Linked DNA regions of Mus musculus: region 2 is linked to region 1. The links are chromatin contacts, called in public HiChIP or PLAC-seq maps. All regions are on one chromosome and are shown on one strand. Each heading gives the region's core, a stretch centred on a gene start, on an enhancer-like site or on the middle of the called end of the contact. The rest is flanking DNA. Distances are from core to core; before and after follow the strand shown.

Region 1 (6,438 bases), core at 1,267-3,766:
TTTTTATTATGTAAAATCTAACACACATATTTGGGTGCACCATACTTTCAGGGGTAGATATTATTAGTAAAATAAATGTTTTTCTGTAATGGTTAATGTTTGTAGTATTTGTAGACAGTCTGTGAATTTGAATTTTATTATATTTCTCTTCTTTATATCCTAAAAAATGAAACGTTGTTATATGCATGTGTGAGCACATGCCATTTGCGTGCAAGTGCCTGCAGAGGGCAGAATAGGGCATTGGATCCCCAGGGGCTGAAAATATAAGCATTTGGAAGTCATTTGACATGGTGTTCGAAATTGAATTCAGATCCTCTAGAAAGCAGGAAAAGCAACCTGGAAGATCAAGCTTAACCTTGGAGCTATCTCTCCAGTCTCCATAAGAAAACATTTAACAAGGTTTGCAATTATAAATACATTACAAATGCCGAAAGCACTCTGCACAGCTTTTCATGTGTGCTTAATGTCTGTTAATTGTTTTTTTGGTAATGCTTTTTATACATTTCAGAAAGACACATAAACCATTCACTGTGGTTGGTCTTTTCAGTGATAAAAATTGAACGGACCCTTAGAAAATACCCTACCTGGCAATAAAAACTAAGTGGGCCAGTCACACAATGTTGCTTCTTAATCATTCAGAATGATGAACCACAAACACCATCCAAGCCGGGATAGAAACCAGACATTGCTATTTGCTTTCCAAACTAGAAGGCTTTCAAAAGTGTTAACTGCAGTGAAAATCACTCATCAGAGACTGAGTTGACATTTAGTTACATACATAGAAAGATCACTTGTAAGACACTAGGCCTTTATCCAATTACACAGCTGCTGCAGGCAAGGCTTCCCTTAAACGCTTGAGACTTAATGTCTCCAGTTTCATGATTTGTCAGAGGCTGGGATATTCTCATGTATACAATGAACTAACTAGGAGATGGGACCCATGTCTAAATGCTAAATTTATTCATATTTCATACGCAACTAATATGCATGGTCCTATGGTAGTTTTCACTTCTTTCTTGCATAACAAATATCCATGGTGCAAAACTTTCCAAATTGTACAAGAACTTGTGCAAGGTTTTCAAGTTTCTGTCTACTGTAAGCTTCCTGTTTAAGGTTTATAATCAAAATAGAACATATCTTATTAATCGGATCGTCACCTTTAAATTTTTCCCTTATACTCCACAGTATGGTCCTCAGTGAGTTTTGTATTAGCAAAAACTAAGTGTCAATAGTAACCTTGAATAATGGTGAAATAGACAAGATAAATTCCATAACCAAAGTTATTTTTCTATTTGAGTTGCCAAAAACATTGTTTAATAAGTGAATATGTATATTCTATGGTCATATTTAGGCATCTGAATTTGAGAATATTCTTAGTCTCTTTTCAAACAAAAGGAGACTAACAACTTTTTCTCCTTCGGCTAGCGATAGTGATACATAGGAGAGAGCTGGGATTTGGTGCATGGCATCTGGTATCCTGTTATGAACAGAAATGGCTCTTCAGAGTCAGTCTGTTTCATTCCCAGCAAAGCATTGTCTCTAATGGGCAAATTAAATGTGTTTATGCTCTCTGTCATGGAGGCAAAACAAATAACTAAAGCATTGTGTGGTGTTCTCTTTCAGCAGATAAAGTATCAGGAACAGTTTTCATGCAGCAGGACATTTTGAAATCAAGACATTGTGTGTATTCTTTGGATTTTGACAAAATTCTCTAGACTTTGAACTACATCTTTATTCCCTCTGGAGATAAAAGTCTATATGGAAGTACTTTACCTGCTTGCTAATCAGCTGTATAATTTCTGAACATGTGTTTACTGCAAAAATCTTTTTATGAGCTTGTAGATTAGTTTAAAAGGTTTCCTGGATTGTGTCCAGTTATTTGAAACATTGCAACTTTAAAAGAGCCCTCTTCTGAAAAGATCTTCATATCTGCAAAGTGTTTGAGCCTGTTTCTGGTGTCTCCTCCTTATCATATATGTTGTATGAGGCTTAAAATTAAAAAATGACTAGTTTGAATTAGGGAGATAAAATTTTATTTTGACATAAGCATATTTGGTTATTAATTTTTTCTTAGGTTGTCATATTCATAACTTTTAGTATTACATTTCTACCTTATTAAGCCAATATATTTGCATACCTTCATAACAGGGTAATTCAGAATATGGTTTAATATATAATTATTAAAGCATCCCAGCAGATCTTCATTTGTTCCTTCTTTCCTCCAAATCCAGTCTCTCAGTCTTATGCTCACATCTGTGGCAGACCTCCCCTGTGTCCCTTCTCCCACCTCCAGTATCTCACATAGATCTTCCCTTACAAACTTTCCTTCCCAGAACTCACTGCTCTATCCCAGCCCCCAGATCCAGCAGGGACTCCCTAGGAAGAAACCCACAAGCCATTCAGACTAGGAAATCAAGTAGAGGAATGCAGATATTCACCTTCCTCTCCATTTCTCCATCTAATGGCTTAGCCTCATTCCCAGCTCAGTAGCAGACCACCTGTGTAGCTGTTTGTATTCTAATGCTAATTGGGTCCTCTAAAACTGTTTGCAAGAGAAAGTCTGAATGTAGCTTCTGGGAACCTGTCCCAATTAATTCTGATTGGTAAATAAAGATGCCAGCTGCTAATAGCTGAAGAGGAGAGACATAGGTTTAGGGTTCCAGGGTTTGGGACCATAGCAAGGGGAAGGATAAAGACATAGAGGCAGCTATGGGAGGAGAATAAAGTTTAGGAGGGAGAAGCAAAGCTACTATGTAAAGGGAATGCTACACAGACAGTTGCTCAATTGGGTCAAGAGAAGCCAAGATAGAAAATATACATTGGTAAGTAGTAACTTGGAGTTACTGGTGAGAGGTAGATTTTAACAGCATGGACATTAGGCAGTTGCCCAGCTATTGTGGTGCTTTTAAGGCATATCAAAATATAAAGGCTGTGTATGTGTCTTTCAATCGAAAACATAAACCGTTGAGACAGTTGTAACCCTGCATCAGGATTTATTTAAAATATCATTACTATACACATGCTGTGGCCTCTCCTCATTCTCTCACCCATTCCCAAGGGACTAAGCAGGTCCTGATGAAACACCCTGCTTTCATTCTTTATTGGACGCCCCCCCCCCAGCCCCTCATCCTAGTCCATCCCCGTTCCTAAGTGTCAGTTCCAAATATCTAGAATATATTTTTCTTGGAACCTCCAGTGGCCACATCTATCAGAATCCCAAAAGAGTTTCCTACTAGGCAACACACAGTCACCATATTCTCCTAATTACCAGAGAGAGCAAATGAATCAAACAAGATATCCAGCCAACAAAGACAAGACTAGATATCAGCATCAAGAATTATAATCTTCTCAAACTCAAATGCCTAGGAAATCACCTTAAAAACCTTTAAATCACATTTAGTAACAGCCAAGATAATATGTCTCCACTAGAGTCTAGCAATCCCACCACAGCAGGCCCTGAATATGCCACTATGGCTAAAGTACAAGAAAAAGTCCTGATAATAGCCTTTATAAATATGATCGGTGTCCTTAAAAAGAAATTAATACATCTTTTAAAGAAATGAATAAAAACACAAACAACTTACAGGAGAAAATGAAGGAAACAGTTTAAGCCTGAAAAATGGAAATGAGATCAATAAAGAAAATCAAAACTGAGGGAAATCTAAAAATGAAAAGTTTAAGAACTCAAACAGTGACTTCAGAGGCAAACTTCACCAGCAGAGTACAGTAGATAGAGAATGTTAGGCATTGAAGACATGAGAGAAAAAATAGATACATCAGCCAAAAAATGTTAAATCTTGAAAACTTCTATCACAAACATCCAGGAAATCTGGGCTATGATGAAAGGAACAAATCTAACAATAATAGCAAGAGAGAAGAGAAGAAACCCAGGTAAAAGGCACAGAAAACATTTTCATCAAATTCATAGAAGAAACTTTCCCTAACCTAAAAGAAATGTCTGTCTTTTTAAAAATTTTATTAGCTATTTTCTTCATTTACATTTGAAATGCTATTCCTAACATTCCCCATACCTTCCACCTGCCCTAAGAAATGTTTTTCAAGGAACCAGAAGCATACAGAACACCAAAAAGACTGGACAAGAAAAGAAAATCCTCTTGGCACATAATCATCAAAAAACTAAATGACAAACTTTGATCATTAAGAAAGAAAGAATGTCATAAGCTTCAAGGGAAAAAGACCAAGCATAGATGTATTAGATATAGGTCCATTAGAATAACACCTGATTCTCAATGGAGACAATAAAACCAGAAAGGCCTGGAAAGGGGTACTAAGAGACCACAAATGACAGCCAAGACTACTATATCAAGTAATTACAATAGATGGAGAAAATAAGATATTCCATGTGTTCACACACATACACAAAATATAACACAACTAAATACAAAGAATCAACAAACCCCATACCACTCACTCCGTGATATCCCTGAACATCAATGGTCTCAATTACTTCACAAAAAGGCATAGGCTAACAGAATGGTGGCATACTCAGGATCCATCTTTCAGCTGCATTCGAGAAACAAATCTTGGCTGGGCATGCCTTTAATCCCAGCACTCGGGAAGTAGAGGCAGGCAGATTTCTGAGTTTGAGGCCAGTCTGGTCTACAAAGTGAGTTCCAGGACAGCCAGGGCTATACAGAGAAACCCTGTCTAGAAAAACAAAAACAAAACAAAACAAACAAACAAAAAAACCAAGAAACACATCTTAACATCAAGGTACAATAATCACAATAACGCAATCACCCAGAGTAAACGAATGGAAAAACATGTTCCTAGCTAATAGACATAAGACACAATCTGATGTAGCCGAATTAATATCTGACAAAATAAACTTTAAACAAAAACTAATCAAAAGAGATAAGAAATAACAACAAACTTTTTAAAAGATAATTCCACCAAGAGGACATTGCAATTCTTAATATCTATGTACCAAACACAAGAGCACCCAAGTTTGTAAAAGAAACACTACTACAGTCTCAAACACATATTGACCTTCACACACTGATAGTGGGAGATTTCAATTTCCCACTTTTTTCAATAAACAGGTCATCTACCCAATAACAAAACAGAGAAATGATAGCAATAACTGGTATTTATAATCCAAATGGACAAAACAGATATTTACATAACATTTCATCCAGATACTTTTACTCAACGGTTTATAGAAATTTCTTCAATATTAACCACATTTTATATTCTGGATATTAATCTCATGTCAGGTGAATAAGTTGAAGACATTAGTACATCTAGTATGGAAACCAAAATAGATACTCCCCTACACCCCAAACTAGAACTACCATACAATCAAGATACAGTTTGAAGATATAAAATTTGGTGGGGGGTGGTGGGGAGCATTGTGTTACTGTGATTATTGTATCACATTTACTACAGCTAAAATACAGAACTAGATTACAGAACTGATCTAGATATTCATCAATAGATAAGTAGGTAATTGACCCATCCAGCAGGTTCAGTTATTCGAAGGTCTCAAGGGAACCTTCTTCTAAGAACCAAATGGGGGGAGGGAGAGGCAGACACCAAGTGTAGGAACAACAAGGAAGCAGTCTGAGTAGCATCAAGGTGTTACTGTATTGAGCAAGGCTCAAGGCTTAAATGCACAAGCAAAAGGGGAAGTACTTCTCAGCAGGAGGAATGGGGCAGCAGAAATTCACAAGCAAAGGAGGAAGTACTTCTCAGCAGGAGGGATGGGGCAGTGGAAATGTACAAGCAAAGGAGGAAGTACTTCTCAGCAGGAGGGATGGGGCAGTGGAAATGCACAAGCAAAAGAGGAAATACTTCTCAGCAGGAGGGATGGGGCAGCAGAAATTTTTCTTTTGGCAACTACAAGGGGGAAGCAGGAACTTGGTGGTATCAGGGTACATCTTGTGGACAGGACATCTGGCGCTGACTTAGGGCTGGAACATTCTGTGGTTGTTCTCGGAACAGTGCGTCGATGGCCTGCTTTTGACCCCCTTTTCTTCTCGGGGGGGAGAGGCCCAATTCGGAGATCAAGACAATAGAGTTGTCTTAATAGCTCCCAACAGGTAATAGAAAAAATATTCACTATAAATTTTTAAGCATTAAAAATGAACCCAAGGTATTTGTAGCAATGTAGACAGATCTAGAGGTAGTTACCTGAAATGCAATCAATAAGTGAGTCACAGAACGTCATTATCTCTCATTCTGTATTTGTCTTAAAATAACGACAACAACAACAATAACAACCTGTTGATTATTTCTTTTTCACACACACACTTTCAATTTGGTGCAGTATTATTTGTTTCTCACATTTGTTGCCTGTGATGCCCAAGCTTTGGGTATCCACTTAACAAATAATTAACTATACCCATGTCTCCAAGTGTTTGCATCATTCTTTTTTGTTTGTTTGTTTGTTTTGTTTTTGTTTTTTTTCAAGACAGG
Region 2 (6,796 bases), core at 1,547-4,046, 720 kb before region 1:
TTCATGCATTGGTGTGGTGCATACCTGGAGAAAAGTCACGAATCCTGAGTGTCCTCAGGTCATATAAGAGTGACATGATCCCCTTCCAACGGTGGACAAACGTCCTTATTTCTCCTGATTGTTGTTTCATCCTCTCAGTCATTCACTTTACTCTAGCTCCCTTCTCCCCACATTGTTTTCTGACCTTCAACATAACTGCTTCACACTTTACTGAGTAAGCAGGAATAACTGTAGGAGATCCCTATAGCCTTGAACCTGGGTCCTCTGGAGGAGCAGCCAGTGCTCATAACCACTGAGCCATGTCTCTAGCACTCACACTTTTAAAGTAGATTCTTCTGTCTGTGAGTTAGGTGCCATCTTTTTGACATATTCAAAATCTGGGCACCAGTAACACTCTCTTCTTTTTTCTAAACTTCCATATTTACCCCTCAAAACCATGCCATTTCCATCCCTGTATAAACATGCTAAACATGCTGCGATTTCTCTAATTTTTTTTTTTAAGATTTATTTTTATTGTGGGATCTGAACTTCCACAGGATGTCCTGCGGAAGAACAGCAGGGGCTCTTAATTGCTGAGCCACCGTTCTAGTCCCACCTCTTAAAAATACTAACTCTCTTGTCCCACTTCCCCTGTTTACTGACAAAAAAATCATTGTGAGAGCTGCCATACTTTGTCTTTGCTTCATTTCACCTTGCGCTTCTATCGGCTTCCCTCTACACTGTGCCATGCTTACAGTGTTTTGAGCCCAGGCTATCTTTGAGCTCATGGTTTCCTGCCTCAGCCTCCTCAGCACTGAGACAGCAGGCTTGTTTCTTCCCCACACCCAGCTCCATCTGTCTATAAACCCATCACTGTGGACACCATGCTAATGATTTCCAATGATTGTAGATCTAAATGCCAAAAGATATTTCCGATCGGAGGACTAATAGACATCCCCAACTCAATTACTGAAACCACTGAACTCCGGAGGTGAGTCCCTCCATCCCGCTTTCCATCCCTCTTCCCTCCTCCTCTCTTAAAAATGCTTCTCACATTTGCTATCCAACTGATTAGGTAATACTGTTGGTTCTTCCTTTATAAATAGCTGGTGTCTATTTCTGAAGCTTCTCTTACTATAAGTGTGAAGTTCTCTCCTCTATTTTAATAGCCTCGTAGTAAGTCTCTTCTTGCTGCTGTTGTTCATCTATCATCTGCTTCTAGCACAGCAAAGAGAACCTTTGGAAACATAAGTCAGAAAGCACTATTCCTTTATGTGAACTTCAATAACGGTTTCCCTTTCATCCAGAGAAATCGCCTTAATCTTCCCATGGCCTATGGGTCATGTATTGGCCTGCGGTGACTCTGATACCATTTCCGGACACTACTGTGACACTACTGTGCACAGTCTCTCTGTGGTTCTCATATTGCATCAGACTACTTATAGTGGTCTTTTTTTTTACTTTTTTATTTTTTTGGTTTTTCGAGACAGGGTTTCTCTGTGTAGCCCTGGCCGTCCTGGAACTCACTTTGTAGACCAGGCTGGCCTCGAACTCAGAAATCCGCCTGCCTCTGCCTCCCGAGTGCTGGGATTAAAGGCGTGCGCCACCACGCCCGGCTTTTTTTTTTTTTTTACTTTTTTATTTTTTTGGTTTATAGTGGTCTTTTTATGTTAGTTTTTTCCTCGATGGAATGCTTTCTTTCTTAAAGATTATTTTTATTATTCTTAATTATGCATATGTATTGGGGACACATATGCATGTGAACACAGATACCCTGGGGCTAAAGTCATAAGTAGTTGTCAGTGCCAACAGGGGTGCTGGGAACTGAACTTGTGGGTATCCTTAACCACTGAGCCATCCCTCCATTTCCTGGTGTTCTATAAGATTCCCAGCTTCGACTTCTCTATGTCCTTCAAATTTAAACCTTTTCTCAGCAAACCTTCCTTTTTAGCATTGCAATGTACCTGATTGCTCATTTTGCTCTCTGTTCTAATAGACTATATAGACTTGGTAGAAATGAGTAGATTATCTTCCTCCTCTTACTAGAACATGATATACACAGAGTTCCAGGTCTCTAAATATTTTACTCGCTGATACATTTCAAATTCTTAGAATGAGGCTTGGCATATTCTATAGTTTGATTATTTTTTGTTTTTTATTTGTTTGTTTTGTATTTTATAGTGTGTCTTATTATGTAGCTCAGGCTCACATTTGAATTTGTGAGCCTTCTGCACTGGCCTCTTGAAGGCTGAAATTATGGGCACATGGCATCCTGATTGGTTTCATAGTTTGATTCTTAGATGTGCCCCAAAGGTTTTTCTCTGAAGGTTTTGTTGATCAACTCTGGTGTACCCAGGAAGTAGTGAAACCTTTAGGCAGGAAGTCTAATGGAAGACAGAGCATTTGGGGCCTGCCTTCGAAGGGAATATCGACATCCCTGTCTCATCCATGAAGTGAGCAGTCTTCTCTGCCACACACTTCGGTCTTTTGTCCTCTCCTGACACAGTGCAAACAAAGTGTTTTCCTGAGTTGATCTGCTCAGGTGTTGTCACAATGACAGGCATTTAAAACACACCTGGCCTGTAGGAATGCTTGGTGAATATTGGTTGCATTGATGAATGTTTAAGTAAAGGAAGAAACAAAGCAAAAAAGAAAAAGAATTAAATAGGTCTCCAAGCTATTTACTTGAAAATCCTTTTGTTGAGACATCAAAAGAAATTCCTTCCTCAAATACTTTGCCTGACACCAGAGCCTCTATAACCCAGCCTGTCTGGTTTCCCAATTAGAGTGAACAAATGCCAAGTGGCTGAAAAATTCTCCCCCACATTACACTACGAGGTGTCAGTCCACCTCACCCTTTAGGAATGGCTATGCACACTCTGGGGACATTACAATGGCAGCTTTTCAAAGGTGGAACTAGCTGAGTGGCATTTGAGGATCTGATACAAAATCCCAACCTCCAGCAGGTTTATCTAAAGGCTTGGCCAAGGTTCCCGGAAGCCTGGCCCACCCTGAAAGAGAACCCGGGCTGGTAGACCTTTTCAAATGGAAACTATGCAAAATGCAGTGGCTTCCTGTGCTTTCACCCCCAAACCAGGTGGAACCTGAGGCTTTAGCAAAGGCGTCCTTTTAAATTCTTAACTGGGCAATGTAAACCAAGGGGAGAATGTTTGGGAAAAAAAAAAAAAACAATCAAAAAACAAAGTGAAACTAAACCCATAGTTTTCAACAGTTTTCAACAACCAACTTAAAATCTCTGCTCTTTTAACAGAATAGTCACTACATTGCCACAATAACGCACTAGGTTTTTGTTCTACTGTTAAAATTGCTGGGGTCCTCAACCTGCATGCTGAGGTCAAGGTATCATTTCCACATGATGGGTTCTGTAATCAAAGATCTGAGGTAAAGGGTGACTAGCCAAAGCCAACCTGAAGAACAAACCAAGAGACTGGACATCACAGTCAGGGCAGACTTCCTTACCTAATTTACCTAACTTCCTTACTGCTATTAACTTAAAGAGATTAGAAATACAGAAGGAAAAGGGACAGTTGATTTTAAGAATCCCATAGATTAATGGTCTACAACCTGTGGACCCCTGGAATTGCAGATCAGATTTTTACATTATGATTCATAATAGTTGCAACATTACAGTTATGAAGTAGCAACAAAATAATTATAAGTTGGGGGTATTACTGCAGCATGAGGAACTATATTAAAGGGTCACAGCATTAGGAAGGTTGAGAACTACTGTTGTAGATGTAAAGGAAGATTAAATATTAAAAAAGACTGTATAATATTGATAGTAACAATACCATGAGAACCAGATTTAAACTACAAAGTAGCCGGTGTGTGTTTCTGTGTTATACAGTTGGAATACTTCTGAATTTTAGGAACCCTTTAGGACTGGACTGAAGCTATGCTAGGTAAAATGTGTAGCCAATGTAGAGATTTTTTTTTTTTTTTTACTGTTGCTCTCATGTGCAAGAGGAATATTTCTAAAATGAATGAGCCTACATTTATAGTACACATTTATGTAGAGATTTTTAACATCGACAATTTTTAAGAGACTTCTATAAGTCTTACATTTTTCATTTATGAATATTATTTCACATTATATCCCTTTTCAAGATATTGAATTAAGATGTTAGAGGGGCTGGAGTGATGCCTCAGGCAGGGGTTAAGACCATTGGCTGCTCTTCCAGAGGACCTGGGTTCAGTTCTCTGCACCCCTTAGTTCCAGGACATCTGATGCCCTATTCTGGCCTTCAGGGACACAAGACATACATGTGGTACATATGCATACATGCAGGCAAACACTCATACATACAAAATAAAATCAAATGAATCCTTAAAGAAAAGATTTTAGGAAAAAACTCTGAAAATGAAAACGGAGAACATTTCCTGTCATTCATGGCAATTTAACTATCTTTCCTTTTGAGTTAACTTTTTGACATAGGAAGGTGCAAGACAGGCAGTCCAAAAGACAATCAAGTTTAAATTTAAAAGCCACCAGAGTACTTGTAAAGGTTCTCGACGTTCTAATCCTGCTGTTCATACAGAAACCCTTGAAGGAAGTCATTCCGTTCCCAGCTTCTTATCATCGTTATCCTATAGACTCTGGAAGGAAGCATGTTGCCTTCTTCCTTTTGGGTACAATCCTAAAGTTGTGCAGGGGACTAAGCTCAGCACAGAACTAGTTCAGCTGCAGCCCTGAGATCTAGCTTATGTGGATCTGGTTTCTCAGTTGATTTCTCCATTGCTGAAAACCGGCAAATGTTACAAAAACACATAGGCATTTATCAGTCTCCTCTAAATGTTCACACTTTAACCAATACAGATATCTTTAACAACAGTTATTCATTTCTTCATTGAATCTTTCCATGTGCTGAAGCCTCAGCCCCCACTGGCAATGCAGATCTCAGTGAGAGCCCATCAGTACCTGTGAGGATCTCAGTGCCCAGTGGGGATGGACAGAAAATGATGGGTCTGGCTGAAGGTTACTTGGTGGACTCAGCAGAGATGTGGGAATGAAAGATGCTGTGTCTGTTGGCCTATAACCCCAGCTACTCAGGTTTTGGAAGCTGGAGTTTCCCAAGCCCAAGTCTAGCCTGAGCCATAGTGAGGCCTTGTCTAGAACCGAGATTTAAAAGGGCTGTAAAAGCTAAAAACGAAGCACAGTGGTGAAGTAGTATGAACATGTGTGAAGCCCTGTCTTCAATTCCTAGCACCCAAGGAAAAGAAGACAGAATGAAAGAAAAGGAAAAAAAAGATTTAGGACTTAATTCAGGGGAAGGGTGCTTGCTGGCTAGAAAGCTCTAGCGTTGAGGGGAAATAAATAGAAAAGATATAATTAGCCTATGAAGGCTTACACTTAGAAATTGCATATCTGTTCAGAATTTTTAAAAAGATTTATTTATTTATTTATTTATTTATTATTTATTTAATATGCATGAGTACTCTATCTGCATGTACACCTGCATGCCAAAGAGGGCATCAGATCCCATTATAGATGGATGTGAGTCACTATGTGGTTGCTGGGAACTGAACTCAGGACCTCTAGAAGAGACAGACTCTTAATTGCTGAGTCATCTCTCCAGCCCCTGTTCACAAATTTTAAGGAAGCTAGCTAGTCATGGCCTTTAATCCTAGCATTAGGGAGGCACAGACAGGCAATTAGATGTGAGTTCGAGGGCAATGAGTTCCAGGCCAGCCAGGGATATGTAGTGAGGCCCTGTTTCTAATAGCAACACATTTTAAGAAAAAATAATAAGGAATAAGGAAGTAATGGCAAATGGTAAAAAAAAACAACAGAATTAAAAACCAACTAAATAGACATACTAACTGGAAAAACCACAACAGTGAAGCTGAATGTGAATTCTGTCTCAGTAACTGGGGTGGCTGGTGATTTTAGCATCAATGATGGTAACACACATGTAGGGGCAATCTGGGAGAAAGTGGTGGGAATGGATAAACATTTGAAGGAAGAATTATTGGAAAAGTACTTCAAAGGCTCAAATAGTCACAAACATGGCGAGGGCAGTGTAGTGAATGCCATAAGCAAAACTTACACACCATAGGATTTTGATAAATTTAAAATTCAGAATTTTCCACTTTTAGTACCTACACTGCACAACAAACAGAAATACAACCAATCATCTCCTGGATAGAGTTATGGAAGACACTGTATGAGATTACCATTAGGCTGTGTTCAGTGTTCACATGATATATATATGCATTTTGTGTTTAGATGAGTCTCATCTCTAAGATCACATTAGGTATGTAACTATTCTAAAATCTAAACAACACAAAGATTTTGGATAATTACTGTTATATATATATATGTTATATATATATATACATATATATATGTCCTATGCATACTCCTACAATATTTAGCAACCTTGAACCCTTCTCTCCTACCAGAACCTCAGTCAGGGATGACGGAGCCGACCAACAGGAGGAATGAAGAAACAGAAGTTGACAGGGTGAGCCCATAGCAGAAGTAGAGGTTCTTTGTGTTTGTTTTGTTTCTCGAGACAGGGTTTCTCTATGTAGCACTGGCTGTCCTAGAACTCTCTCTGTAGACCAGGCTGGCCTTGAACTTAGAGATCAGCCCGCCTCCCTAGTGCTGGTATTAAAGGAGTGCACCACCAACTGGCGGGAGGATCTTTTTTGTTCTTTTTGTTTCTCTTCTCAGATTTCATAATTAACTTAAGAAGAGGCCCAAGGCCGTCCCATGCCTAGTCTCACTGACTCACTGAGTTTCTCCCTTTAAAGCCCCGTCTCTCCCTCTCTCTCTCTCTCTCTCTCTCTCCAC

What was found. HiChIP or PLAC-seq counts read pairs in DNA pulled down with a chosen protein or histone mark.
Region 2: a contact with region 1 is called in an H3K27ac HiChIP or PLAC-seq map of epiblast stem cells, with 4 times the contacts expected there. The contact joins two enhancer-like sites. A contact is called at or near these places in 1 of 115 datasets of contacts at active chromatin or transcription factors (epiblast stem cells) and 1 of 9 other capture datasets (embryonic stem cells).

The regions. Positions count from the first base shown.
Region 1 is chr1:12,022,074-12,028,511 of GRCm38.p6, reverse strand. No RefSeq gene overlaps it. Among named protein-coding and RNA genes, the nearest start is that of Gm30974, 36 kb to the left of the region's middle. Within about 2 kb of position 2,516, at least 5 of the 459 cell types and tissues checked have an H3K27ac peak or open chromatin away from gene starts, as enhancers often do. A contact at or near this core is called in embryonic stem cells and epiblast stem cells, where this site is marked.
Region 2 is chr1:12,740,906-12,747,701 of GRCm38.p6, reverse strand. All of the region lies in intron 2 of Sulf1 (sulfatase 1), which reads right to left. Among named protein-coding and RNA genes, the nearest start is that of Sulf1, 52 kb to the right of the region's middle. Within about 2 kb of position 2,796, at least 39 of the 459 cell types and tissues checked have an H3K27ac peak or open chromatin away from gene starts, as enhancers often do. A contact at or near this core is called in embryonic stem cells and epiblast stem cells, where this site is marked.